Regions from separate parts of the Mus musculus genome. Here region 2 is linked to region 1. A link is a contact called in public Hi-C data. All regions are on one chromosome and are shown on one strand. Each heading gives the region's core, a stretch centred on a gene start, on an enhancer-like site or on the middle of the called end of the contact. The rest is flanking DNA. Distances are from core to core; before and after follow the strand shown.

Region 1 (7,086 bases), core at 2,153-4,652:
CTCTGAGTCCCAGCCCTATTCTTCCCTTCCCCATAACTGCTCATTCTTTTCCCCTTGGTAGTTTATCTGTCTTTGCATGGTGCTGTTAAAACAGGAATCCTAGCCAGGGCCCAGCCCTCCTTATTTGTTTCATTTGTAGAAGTCACCCCTGAGTAAGTGTTCATAAATATATAGCTAAATGAATATTTACTCTGCTGATACACACATGTGAACGCGCGGGCGTGTGCGCGCGCGTGCACACACACACACACACACACACACACGAGAGAGAGAGAGAGAGAGAGAGAGAGAGAGAGAGAGGGAGAGAGAGAGAGAGAGAGAGAGAGGGAGGCTGGGGATATAGGATCCAGCATTGTATTTCAGCTTCCAATTAATATGACCAGCCACAGGAAATAAGACAGAATATAGATATACACGCCTACACCTTTTACTGTCTTCAAAAATTAAGATCAATCCCATTTTAGAATGTTATAAATCCATAGGATAGTGTAAATCAATCACACCCAGCCTCGTGATTCTCAGATTTTCACAGAAGAAAAAGGTTAGCTAACTACCCTCTTTTTTCTCCACCAGCATGTCTGTGCCGCCTTTGATTTTTCCTCCATCCTAGCTTTACGCCTCACCTCCCCCCCCCAAGCCCCCAGCCCCCATTCTCCATCCAAAAATGAATGCAAAGAAATACTATTAGGCTGTCTGGTTATGTATTTTTTATGAGGCCATACAAGACGCTGTCTGACCCCTCGCCGCTCGTGTTATAAGCACATTGAAGATGCTTTTCATTTGGCTTTTGCTTTTCAGCCTGGGTGACCTCTATTAAATAAAAAAAAGGGGGAGGTGGGGGGCTGTGAGGGGAGGCCTAATATGTGACCCCAGGGACTGGTCGCTTCAAGGATTACATTTAATTCATATGATAATATTGAAATATAACGTTCCTGGCTCTAATGCTGTGGCTAGTTTCTCTTTCTTTTTATTTTCAGAGGCCTGGTGATGAGTCTTGTCATAGATATTTTTCATCAGTTTAGAGCAGAGCTCTAGCCCAAATACTGGGGTCAGGGCCTTAAAATTACCTTCTTTCCTCTTCAAATTCTGGATGGGAACATTAAAAAAAAGTCTCTTTTCCTGGTTTCTGTGAGACGCAGAGACATTAATTCCTTTCTCATGTGTGTCTACCAAGAGCTCTGTTTCAGATAAAGAAACAATTCGTATTTAACATTTTTGTCACCTACGCCCAACTACTCACTCCCAAATTCTTTATTACTATAAAAGATAACATCTTTTTAATGTACATACACAAAAATACATACATATACATACATACACATGCATTCATGCATGCACATATATATACACATACATACTTCCTTCTTGTTCCCTTCCTCTTCCTTCCATCCTGTCAGTTGTAGATATATAAAGCTAATCTCCTGTATGTGACATGTGTGGTCATTTATATAATGACTTGCCTTTGGGTCCTTGTGTCTGACCTCTCTCTCTCTCTCTCTTTATATATATATATATACACACACACATACATATATGTGTGTGTATATGTATATGCATATATACACACACACACATATATCCCTATATTGACATTACTCTAGAATTATCCCATTTTTATAATGCTCACATTAGTTGGTGAATGTACATTTGCACAGGACTTACACATTCACCAAGGTAGTATTTGCCCCCTGCTTCCCTGCTCCAGCTTAACACTGTCTATGGCGTTTAAGTTTTTGACTGATGCAGCAAACCAGTTTTCAAACACCCCCTCCCACCACCACCCCCAAGCCAGTTTTCAGAATCACAATCCTGTTAAAGGTTCCTCGGACAGCTGATGTCTCCCTGCCCCCCGCCCCCCCCACCCCGGTTGAAATGAACTGGTTGAGAGATAGGACTCAACTCCCCCACCATTCAAATGTTTTGAAAATTTTTTATTCCTTTCACTTGAATAGAGCAGTACTTAATTTCCTGGAATCAGCTTCCGTTCCTCAGTGCTGTGTGTCGCTGTCCTCCAAGGCAGGTTCTTTGGAGGGACGGTAGCATCTCACCAGAGCTAATAAAGTCAATTAGGGTAATGCTATACAGTGGGCCACTAGAAAATCAGATGCGTCTGCCTTGGTCCTCTGTTTTCAGATCATACCAATCTTGCTCTTCATAAAGAATATATAGAGAAAGGGCTTTTATTATTAGTGCGTAGATATATATTAAATTGCAATCTCTCTCTCCCCCCTCTCCTTTCCCCCTCTCTCCTCAACCCCCCCCCACTTCTCTCATTTCTTTTTAGTTATTGAGAGAGAGAGAGAGAGAGAGAGAGAGAGAGAGAGAGAGAGAGAGAGAGAGAGAACTTGGGAAAAAAATCTGCGGACATGTTCACACGTTTTCATTACCAGAAATGTACCGCTGAAAACTGATCAAAGCTGGGAAAATCACGGCGGCGGCTGAAGCCCCCATCTCCAGCCTGTCTGTTATTATTACCCAGGTATTACCACAAATGTGATTCAGCAAATAAAGCCCCTGGCTGCCTGGCTCCCTCTGCAATCAGCAAGCCAAGTGGATCTGCCATGGGGTTTCCTGAAGGGACTCCTAATTGTCTTGCATGTGTTTGTCTCCCAATCTGAATATTCCTGGCATCCGGGAGACTAGTGGGAAATGTACAGATGTCTCCAAGTACACATGGAGTCCCTATATGTTTTTGCCTTTGTCAGTCACCGTATGCGAGAGAGATGTTTTAAAGCACAGAGCCCAGGTTCTCCTTTGTAAGGCATTAAGCTATGACCCTCCTCCTCTCTTCCCGCCCCCCAGTAGCCCTGGACTTCAAGATGCCTCCTTGACTGGAGCCTAACATGGAGTTGTCTTTTTTATTTTTTATTTTTTTAAACCCAGTCACAACACAGAGAGAGGAGGAGGAGGAGGAAGAGAGAGAGAGAGAGAGAGAGAGAGAGAGAGAGAGAGAGAGAGAGAGAGAGAGAGAGAGAGAGCCTGAAGGATGGGTCTCAAAAATTGTAAAGGAGCCACAGGGAACCCCCTTTGCGAGCTACAGAAAGCAGGCTAGCTGAGGTAAGGTAGATGTGAAAGTCTTTCTTTTCTTTTTTCTTTTCTTCCCTCTCTCTGTCTCTTGCTGGTGTGTCTCCCTCTCTGCCTTCTCCCTCCCTCTTCCTAAGCGCCCCCCCTCCCCTTTCCCTATGTATTCGTGTGTTCTTCTCTCAGTAGCTTGTCTCTCTTTGGATCTGGGAGGGTGGCTGGGGTGGGGGGAGCCACCTAACTTCTTCCCCGCTTAAGCAGTCTGAGAATGGAACTCATGTGAATATGTAAATAGGACTCCTGGCCGCGTTGCCGACACGTGTATGTGTTGTATCTTCCCCCCCACCTCCCTGTCTCAGCGTCTGATCTTCAACAGATTGCTGTTGTTTCCTCTGATCGCGAGCACAGCGTGCTGGAAAGAGAGATGGGGTGGGGGGGGGGGGAGGTGGAGATTGGAGGGAGTGTGTTGTGGGGCTGGGAGGGAGGAAATCATGACAAGATTGCTGTGACTTTTTTATATTAATGTGTGGCTTTTTTCCCTAGCTCATTTGCATGTCAAAGTGGCGGAGGTATGAGGGCACAGATTAGTATGGAGATGACATAATGATGTAATGAATTAAATGTGATCACTTCTCCCAAGCTGGGGGTGAGGTGGGGGTGGTGGTGGGGAGGACAGCGAGGTGGGGAGGGGGAAGCTAGTGTCAGACAGCCAGGGTGAGCCAGCAAGAGGGGAGAACTGCTTCTGATCTGCACCGTGGTTGATTGATGTCACCGGCTCGCGGAATGCATCTTTTTATTGTGATGATGATGATGGTGATGGTGCTGATTGAGATGATTACACTTATCGTTAGTGTGAAATTTGAATTTTAAGTGGTCAGTGCCAGATCTGCACCCCCAGCCCCCCCCCCCCCCCCGCCCAGTGCACATGATTATTTGGTCCATCAGTGCAAACCCTTCACTGTCAAAATCTAACACCACTCTAGCCTCCGCTTTTATTTAAAAAAAAAAAAAAAAAAAAGAGGACGGTGCAACCTCCAGGAAAGAGAAGATGACTAATTTGTGATATCACACAGAAGGCTGGATTACAAGGCCTTTTCATGGGGCTTCAGTTCTGGTTTTGAGTAAGCAGAAAAGAAAAAAAAAAGAAAGAAAGAAAGAAAGAAAGAAAGAAAGAAAGAAAGAAAGAAAGAAAGAGAGAGAAAAGAAAAAACAGGAGGGGAAAGGAGATTTAAAACATTTTTATTATGAGAAGAGAAAGACAGAGACAGAGGCAGGAGAGAGAGAGAGAGAGAGAGAGAGAGAGAGAGAGAGAGAGAGAGAATCTTTCACTATATCGGTAGGGTGGCCAAGGTTTTCACCATTGACAGTAAGGAAAATGCAATTTCATCTCAGGCGTACAGCGTTATCTCTCTTTAATAACAAAACCAAACTAGGCTGATTGCGAACAAAGCAAATCCCCAGCCAACCCAGTGTGAGAAGCAGCAGAAATCGGGACATTTACCGTCCTCCTTTAGCCTGTTTTATACGCAACACCTGAAAATGTGCATACAGCAGTTGCAAATGGGAGGAAGGGGGAGGCTCTCTCCTCTCCCCTTAAAAATGTGTGTATAATTAAAAAGGAAATGAAGAAGAATATACATATAAACTCCAAAGATTTTTTTTTTTTTTTTAGAGTTGGAGCTTTATTTTTGGTCAAATTCATCCTGTGAGCCAGCAAGTTTTCTTTGACTCCTTCTAGTATCCTGCTCCTTGGGATTTCCTAAGGTATAGAAAATCGGTATAGCAACTTGGAACTAATTGTCCTTGTTGCAATAGCCCGGATGGTATGAAGGGGCACTTAGGAATTCACAGACGTCACTAACATTAATTTATTGAAAAAGAAAATCCAAAGCAACTCCATTAGTTGTTTTTCCCCCCTCCCTTGTTATTGTTAAGGGCTTTAAATGGATTTCCTAATTGGATAATTTTATTCACAAAGAATAATACACAGATGGAAAACAAGCCCGGACGCTGGGATGGGGGCGGAGTTGGCAGGCAGAAAGAAGGAGAATCGTCAGCGCGAAGCAGCAGGGTCAAGTTCATGGAGACCCTTCTCAGAAGTTATGCTAAGAAGGGCAGAGGGTGCCGGGAACAACATGGATGTGAGAGCCACCTGACCCCCGGGCCCGCGGGAGGCAGATGGGTGTCTTAAACATGTTCAGACAACACAGCGGAGGATGCGTTTGCCTCCTTTCTGTCGTGTTTAAAGTAAAGCCCGCCATGACTGGGGCTTGTTGATGATAGCTGCTTGCCGTGCAGCCCAACCTCAGGTTTCTTAAGTTGCAGGCATCCCCGGGGTTTCCCTTCTCTCGGGTGCTGTGATCAGATCTGCGTTTCCTGTCTCCCAAGTCCATCGTTTTGTCGGCGGCGAGCTGGGCTTCTGACATCTCTCTTCTCTTACCTGGTTGTGTTTATTATAGACCAGATCCCAGTGAATGCCACACACAGACACTATTAGTAGCAAAGCGTATCAGGTCCCCTTCTTATACCCGCCACCTGCTAAATACATGCAGTGTGAGGGCAAAGTTCTGGAGTCCTGGTCCTTCTGCCTCCACACCGGTATCCTTATCCTTTCATTCCCCAGGTAGCCTGTGGCCTCCACAGCGTCCTGCTTTCTCCCTGCCTTAGTCCTCTATGCCAATAAAGAAGAAAGGCAGCCATGAGGATTGTTACTATTGATCTGCCCAAGGGGATCATTAGGCGTCCGTATCAATCTACAAATCAGTAGGCCTGTGTTACTAGCCTGGGCAGTCATTGCCAATTTGTTCCTATTAGATGGCCGAGCCTGGAGGTGTGTGATGAGCAGTCGGTCTTTATCTCTGCGCTGGGTTTACAGGCTTGCTGCCAGATGCCAGAGTTCACTCGAGTTTTATTTTGGGGAGTGGACGTGGTGGAGGGTGCATGTGAGATGAAGAGGGGTAGGTCTTTGTGGATTTTCTTTCTCAGTCTGAAAGCTGCCTGCAGACTGATTAGGCTACCAAGGTGGACCCCACCCTGTTTTCTGCGAGCCGTCACGAGTGGGGAGTGGCCCCCAATATCTTCCCAAGAAAGCTGCCCATAGAAACCTTTAGCAGAAATGGTTGTTGTTTTGTTACACCCCCCCCCCCCCCCCCGCCCCGTTCATGGTCCCCATTCCCCCTCCTCTTCTTCCTCCACTTCCTTTGCTATCCGCAGTGTATTTACTGTTGGGCAGGTGACATTTTTCCCTGATATTTTCTCTGTAGTTCAATTAGATAAGGTAAAAGTTAAAGCTACGGGTAATTTTGTTTGGGCGAATCATATTTACCTTGTCTCTTTGAACTAAAATCTAGAAGGCAAGGCGTTCGGGGCTGCATTCTTTATTACTGCTGTGTTTTTAAATCTTTAAAGATCATCTTTGTCTCTGGTCTTAGGCTCGGAAAAGAGCAACAGCTAGAGCAGAAGCCCCATTCTGTTTCATGCAAGTAGATCGTGAAAAATAAAAATTACGTTTCCACGGAGGAAGGGGAGGAAAAAGGGATAATGAATAAATAAGCACAATTTATGCCGTTACTGCTGCCAGCGTGACATTTCCTCTTCATTATTTTGTGAAAACCTCAATTTTAAACCTGGTTTTACTCACTCCTGATGTGAGCATTATTCAGTATAAATATCTGTCCATTGCCAGGCCTCGATGAAGCTCCAAGTGACATTTTCTGCTTTATAGCTTGCAACTGGGGGTTGGGGGAGCAGGAGGCAGGGTGGGGTGGAGGGAGGCAGGGAAGGTGGGCTGTGCAGAGATGGAGGGGAGGGACTAGGCTGCATCCACTTCCTGGGAGCTGTTTTTAATCCTGCAGTGGTGTTTGTTCCTTGTGAATAATAATCTCTTTTTCCACCTGGGGCTCAGGGGTGGTGGGTCACACATCCCAGCCTAAATTAAACACTTAGACAAAAAAAAAAAAAAAAAAAAAAAAAAAGTGCGTATCTGCTCCTGAATTGGTTTATTGCTCAAGAGGCAATAAAGTTCTGTATTTTCTTAAAAAAACAACAACAAAAAAAAAACAAAAC
Region 2 (7,086 bases), core at 3,149-5,648, 360 kb after region 1:
AATTAAAAGCCATCCTAGGATTGTTTCAGAAGACATTTGTGTAACTGTGTTCCTTGACCCAGTGCTACATTCACAGCACCTGTCATTGACTAAACTCTTTGCTAGCCAAAGCTCTCCTTAATATGTTTTTTTTTCATACTAAACTTTTTATAAACCTCTTCTCAAGAATCCTATCCTCCTGCTCTTGCCCCTATTCATGGTCCCTTTCTATTTCCTTGAGGTCAAAGCTCTACTGTGTCTAAATAGCAAGCTATTTCAGCTCAAGAAACACTATTCTTCTACCAAAGTCAATCTCCAGTACCATTTCTCATTGTATCATTTCTGCTATGGATGACATTTTCCAAGCAGGCTTTTATGCCCTAAAACATATATACCAAGATACAAATACTTAGTACCCTAAATTGGATGAAGCTTACGGTGGAAAGACTTTGCTTCGGAGTTTATTTGCGAATTCCTTGGGTGCGTTAAATTGGTCTTACTCTGAATGACATTGGACAAAACCCAAGGTCCTAAAGTGTGCAGTGCCGACCACAGCATGTTGAAGTATGCCTCTTTACAACGTTTGAAGATGAAAACAAATTTCATTTTCTAGACAGATGGAAACAAGGAAGGGATGTGGTGTGAAATGACAGACATCCTGAGCAGTGTAAATTGTATCACAAAAGCCCATAGGATAAGCACTATCTAGATCATTTGGTATCTGGAATACCTGGTAGTGGGCATGGTAAGGACTCATCTGGTGGTGAGCAAAATCCCCTGTGTAAAAACACTTTTGGAGAAGGGTTGTGCAGTTAGACTTAAGGTCCTCAGTTAAATTTTGGATAGCCGATAGCCTTTATTTACATGGCTGTGACTTAGCTATGATGCACCAGGCACTAGGGTGGCAAGTAGAGACAACCGTGATTGAAAGAGAGCTGTCCCTGCTGCTCTTATACTCCCAGCCTTGGAAATGTGATTGAATAGGTAGGGAATTTTCTGACAGTGGATACTTGGTGGGCCCACTGCAGAAGGGCACCTTAGACTAAGGCTGCCAGGGGAAATGGCATTCAAACAGAGATGGAGAAAGATGACAAAGGTGAGTGAACCTGGGGTCGGGGTGTGACACACAGGTGCTTACGGCAATGGAGGGACATCTGGGTAGACAGACGGAGTGAGTATTTTGTGTAAGAGATGAGAGAGGAAGCATCTTGGGTTCAAGCCCCTGGAAGATGCTAAGCTTGACCAGAGCTCTGAGAAATGAGATAAAGGCGGGGGTCAGGAGCCTGGATACCGTGTAAGCAAGCCTTGCTGACTGTGTCGTCTAAGGGCTGATCTAGAACAAAGACAAACACAATTGTGAAATACAGGGCATTTCATTTAAAAAGGAATCTATGCGATACTGCAGTTATCCTGGGCTTCCCGTCTCAGCCCTGACTCAAAAGCGTCTCTTCAGCCTAGATGATACTACACCCTATACATCATTCACACCAACCAAGAATGGGGAAGGAGTAAGACGGTACTAGTGATCCCTTTCCATGAAGCAGGGTTTAGACGTTACAGAAAGAAAACAGATTGCCATCTTCACTGGTAATTTTTCCACCAGCCCAGCCCAGCCCAGCCCAGCCCAGCCCAGCCCAGCCCAGCCCAGCCCAGCCCAGCCCAGCCCAGCCCAGCCAAGCCAAGCCAAGCCAAGAGTATCCCTTAGTGACCTTATAACAAGCATCCTTTTTTCTCTCTCTTACTCTTTCATATATTTAACCCTTCTTTAGGCTTTACTAAGACCTCATCTGCTTTTATTTGGCCTCCCTCCCTTTTGTTTTTTACTAACTTTCTAAATATAGGTAACTGACCATTTGTCCTTTCTCAGTCCTTCAGAGGACCTCGTCAGGGGCATCCTTTTGTAGCCCTGTCTCTGAGGCTGCTTCAAACCTTGGTGGGGTTGGGGAGTTTTGGGGGGGGGGGGTAGGGGAATGGCGGTGATCCTAATTTTGTTTGTTTCCCTATGGGAGATACAGCTTGGTTTTGAGGGTCTATGTAAAAGGCTACATCTGTCAAATTATCCATGTGCAAGTTCCCATTGCTGTCAGTGTCTCACGTTGCACACTTCTTAAGAAGTTTAAAGTCATAACAAAGTGCAAAGCAAGACCTGGGTCATGCCAGCATAGCAGAGTGAAGGGATCACAGAAGTAAGACCTCATTTCCAGAAAGGACTTCCCCACGGAAGGTATTGTTCTGGCAGGACCAACATGCTAAAACCCAGGGAAATTGAAAATAGATTGTTTTCACTGGGAGACTGCTTTTGAATGATCAGCCCATCAGCCCCCTTATACTCCACCTCCACCCCTGGGCACATTTATTACAGTTTCATCCCTTGTGACACCGTGGCTCTCATTTGAGGTAACCTTGGCCCTAAGATGACCAGTCTCCTTCACTCACCCATGCCACACAAAGGGCTGAGCTCATTTCTGTGTCATCTGATATATCGGCGGCCCATCTGGTCACCAAGTACCGAGTTCCCTGGGACATGGAATTAGGACATCTCCAGGGACCACCCAGGGCAAAAGTCTTCTGACTCTTTTCTCCCTGAGTTCGGGTTTTAATGCATTTTGATTGAAGGTGTCCAAGCTAGCATCTGAATTATTAAAAATATCAGAAGCGTCCAGAAGTTTTGATTCTTTGGGGGTGACACAGAAGGCAAGGGCCAGCTCAGACCAGGAGGAGATGTCCACTTGACTGAGGGACAAGTTCCTCCCTGGACGGAGTGTGAGCCTCACCTCTTTGATTCTAAAGCTTCTCAGGTGGCTCTGAGCTCTGGGCACTAGCAAGAGTCTCAGCTCAGCAACACATGTCAAACCTGAGACCCCCAAGCTCTGATGCGTCAGGAAGGCTCCTGACCCTGAAACCCCCTGCAAAGTTGACATTTGTATTCTACCCTTGCACGCTGGACATACTTGCATTCAAGTCCGTGCACCCTGTGTCTAACAGGGGATTTCAGACTGTTTTCTTATTACTAAATGGAGAGGTATTAACAACACAATGCAGAAATTAAAAAAAAAAAATAAAGGCGGGGTGGAGGGGTGAGGAGTGGGAGAAGAAAAGACAGCCGCCTGCCCTTTTCTTCTTGGTATTATTATTTGTGACAAAGCCCTCGGTCCATTTTTCTTCATAATTTGCAAGACCCCTAATGGGAACAGCACCTCCCAATTACCATGGCTGCCAAAGGCTAATTTGGTTACCCTCCAGATCCACAGTAGCAAAACTGTGTCGAGCCTTTGTCGATATTTGCATACTATACATACCAGGAATGTAAAACAGCTGCCTGGCCCCTCTCCCCCATCATGGCAATTATGGGTCATTAGCTTGAGCCCCCCCCCCCTTTTTCTTGTTCTTGCCTTCCAGGATCTGGTAGATAGTGGTAGGCAGCTGACGGATTTGCAGAGACAAGAAATGAGAAAGCTGAGCTGCATTGCTTATTTGTTAAGAGTCAGGGGCTAAGGAACCATCACTTGAATTAGATGAACAGAGCCCTGTGCCTTTATATCTTGATTACTCCTCTTCCTCTTCCTCCACCTCCTCTCCCTCCTCCCCTTCCTCCTCCTCTTCTTCCTCCTCCTCCTTCTCTTCTTCCTCCTCTTTTCTTCCATTCCTCTCCCTGGCTAACCAATTCTCCTCCCACTCTTCAGATGGGGAAGGCTTATAGAGAGTCCACGCCCAGCCCCACACGTGTCTATGTGAACGAATTTATCCTGGCACCTCGAGGTTAGGTGCATGTGAGCACATGGCACTGTGAGTGCTCGCCCTTCTTAAGATGAGCCCTTAGATAGCCCCCGTATCGATCCGAATATCGAAGCGGAGAAGTCGCGCTTTAAATTTCATCATTGAATCTTAACCTCCAGAAGGAGGGAATGGTGGGTGGGGCTGGGGAGAAGAAAAGAATAAGGGGCTTAGCCAGGAAGCCCTTTCTTTTGCCACAGAGAGTTGTGTCTTACAGTAGTTAATGGGAAGTTATGGTTTTGAATATAATTTTCCCCCTTCGAAGCTGCTAATTTTATTGACAATGTGGATAGATTGAGAGACCCAAAGCTTTTGTGTTGTTTTGTTAAAGCAAATAAGTGAGGCACAGATGTAAATTACATCTCCAGGTTCACATTTGAGGTTTGCAAATAATACTGAGCTAATGGTTATTGCGAAGGAAAATAGCACAGGGATCGATATTCTATACGGTGCTAGGCGATGCCTCTCTCTCTTTTAATCACCTCATTGCAGAAATGGCATTGAAATTTGAAATCTCATTTTCTCCATTTGTACAAATTGAACATAAATCACCGTGAGTGAGGGGAGGTGGCAGGCAGCTTCACTCTTTGTGGGATTGCATTACTAATTAGTGTGGGGCTAAAGCCCTCGCTCAGCCTGGAAAGAGGCTTCTTGAGACCTCTGGCCAAACAGGAGGTACTCGGGGAAGCTGGGTGGGCAGGGGAGGGGCCGGGCCTTGCTAATGCGGGGAGTCGGCCCTGTAAATGAAGACAGGCAATGGGCGGAAGCATCCCAGACTTCCACATGCTTTTGAATATCAAGTCCGCACTGGGATACTGGTGTCCCACAATCCCCTTGGGTTTGCAGGGCGCTTGGGAGGTAGAAGACATCATTATCCCCAATGAGAAACCGGTGAGATACTATCGTCTAAGACTTCCCTTTTGTCTGCGGTTGCAGGGGTCAAAACTGGGGTGCGAGAGGATATGCAGTCCTTCTTTATACGGACCCTGTGTCTAATCAACACCCCGCCCCCACCTTCTGTCCACTGACACAAGTTTCAACGCCTTTCCCTCTGACCATCCTCTTCATCATTTCTCCTTATACTTTGACTCAGTGACTCTTTTTGGCTCTAAACAAAGTGATGGATATTTACAAAGGTTATTCCAGCATGCCAAAGGATATCTGGCATTATGCCCGCTACTGCTTCATTTTCTTAAGCGACTCAAATGTTCCTTGTAACGGAGTTGCTTGATTGGCTCATGAGTCATCATGGAAAAAGAGCGTAAGCCCCTTTTCTCCTTCCTTGGGCTGAAACATCCTGGTGCCATGCATTTCTGGCCTGAAAAGCCACGGGAGCATAGGCTTGCTTTTATAGATAAGGAATGGATGGATTCTAGGCATCTAGGACTTAGGAGAAAGCCCAGTCTGTAAGTTACACCTCCTGGGTCTGATCTCATCCCCGGAATCTAGGTAAAAATGCAAGACATGGTAGTATGTGTTTGTAATCCCAGAAAATAGAGACAGGATTTCTGGGGTTCGCTAGGGAGATGGTACCTGCAGAATAATAGCCAAGGTTTTCCTCCGACTGCCATATTGGCGTGTGCGTGTGCATACACCCGCACATACACACAATTGAATATAATTTACTAAGTGGAAGAAAGGCAGGAGGCAAAGCTTCAACTCGGCTGGCAGAACACCTGCATTTTGGACTTTGTTCATAAAGATTTGAGGAAACATAGCAGAGGAAAGCGCTGTAGACAATCCTTCACTCATTCTCCACTCTCTTTTGAAAGAGCTTTGTGTGGCGTGATGAGCGCAGGACGTGCAGTTTGTTAAACTTGACATTCAAGGGCAGGATGAGTGATTAGATATTTACATATTAGTATGTAAGTCTAATCCCATGATGGACAGAGTGTACAAACATACACACAGACACACACACACAAAATGGTTGAACTGGGTGTTTGTCAAGGTGTGGACTCAGCCATGGCTGTTGATGCCCACATCCCCAGATGACACCACTTTCAGATAAGAGCAGGAACCCTTTCCATTCCCTGAGAACTGTGCCATGGAGAAGTCCTCCAGACCCTGCTGCAGTGAGGCAGGACACCATCCTGTTTGAGGCTGGTGACTACCCTCCTGCCATCCTTCCCCACACCCGGGGTCAAAGGCATGGCTTCTCCAAGGGACGTGTGGACACCTGGTAAAATTTCCCATCCTGCCTCCCATCCTCAGCAGGAACAGGAGGAATTAAAAACAGGGGAGGTGAGAGAGGAGGCTGGAAATGAGGTTCATTACCAAAGGTCCCATGTCACCCATTTCAATAGATGAAAGCTAAGAAAATAAAGCTCTGTCCAAACAGTTGAGCAGGTGGTGGCCACTAATAGGGAAGAAATAAAACCCTTTAAAGTCGGAGCCGACTACAAAAATCACTGACAAAGTGAAATGAAAGTTTTGAACGGTCTGTTCAAAGTAAAAGGTGTTTGAAATAAACCCTTAAAAATGTTTCAAATGCTGAAGGGGGAGGGGGAAAGCTGCTTTATACATTTGAGGCCAGGATGACTTAATCCAGAGAGAGGATTTAGAGGGAACTGCCAATCTCAGATCCATCTCTGTTGCTGGGTTGACCCGAGGCTTTAACATCTCTCTGCCCCCACTTGCCCAGCTATAAACTAAGGTGACTAATAGGCATGTCCCCTCAAGTCCCCAGGGAGAAATAATAGGATAATGTACCCTACCTTATCAATAGACAATGTATCGCTCCCATTTTTGCCCTCCACCTTTAAAGGTCATCCTGGTGGTGATTTTGAGGTCTTGTGGGGACCCTCCCCATTGACATGAGTCTATGTATTCATTTTGCATTCTATTTACACAACATGTAGTAGGTATGGTAGCACTTTGAACACGGTGTCTCCTCTCTTGGCTTGATCAGAGGCTTAAAGAGAAGTTGAAGTAACAGAGGGAACTGTGGTATGTCTTGGCATATAGGGGAGGAAAGACTTCCAGGAGGAAGTAGTACCTAAAGTTCATTTCTGGCAGACAGACAGATGGACTGGGTATCAAGAATGAGAAGGGTACCTCATGCCAAGACAGCAGCATGCATAGGCATAAAACGGGTATGTCTTGAAATTTGTGACAGAAATTTGAGGTCTCCAGTCAGAGTGGAGCAAAGGCTGGAATGAGAAACAGGAATTCCACCAAGGAATGAAGGTATATACCTAGAACTGTGTTCATGTACTGTGGGTGGAGTCTGCAGTTAGTCATCGAGGCAGCTGGGTTCTCCCCAGAAACCCAGGATTCTTTTATCCCCCTGTACAAACATCCTTAGCAAGCATCTTCCATCTTCCAGGTCAT

Evidence for each region. Hi-C and Micro-C count contacts between places; a contact is called where the count stands out from the background.
Region 2: a contact with region 1 is called in a Hi-C map of the N1E-115 cell line, with 2.6 times the contacts expected there. The contact joins two enhancer-like sites. A contact is called at or near these places in 1 of 484 Hi-C or Micro-C datasets (the N1E-115 cell line), 2 of 115 datasets of contacts at active chromatin or transcription factors (embryonic basal ganglia and forebrain) and 2 of 9 other capture datasets (embryonic stem cells and pancreatic islet).

What each region holds. Positions count from the first base shown.
Region 1 is chr8:107,939,644-107,946,729 of GRCm38.p6, forward strand. No RefSeq gene overlaps it. Among named protein-coding and RNA genes, the nearest start is that of Gm39242, 110 kb to the left of the region's middle. Within about 2 kb of position 3,403, at least 25 of the 459 cell types and tissues checked have an H3K27ac peak or open chromatin away from gene starts, as enhancers often do. A contact at or near this core is called in the N1E-115 cell line and embryonic basal ganglia, where this site is marked.
Region 2 is chr8:108,298,148-108,305,233 of GRCm38.p6, forward strand. It overlaps a transcript of Zfhx3 not described here. Among named protein-coding and RNA genes, the nearest start is that of Gm34675, 8.0 kb to the right of the region's middle. Within about 2 kb of position 4,399, at least 9 of the 459 cell types and tissues checked have an H3K27ac peak or open chromatin away from gene starts, as enhancers often do. A contact at or near this core is called in the N1E-115 cell line and embryonic basal ganglia, where this site is marked.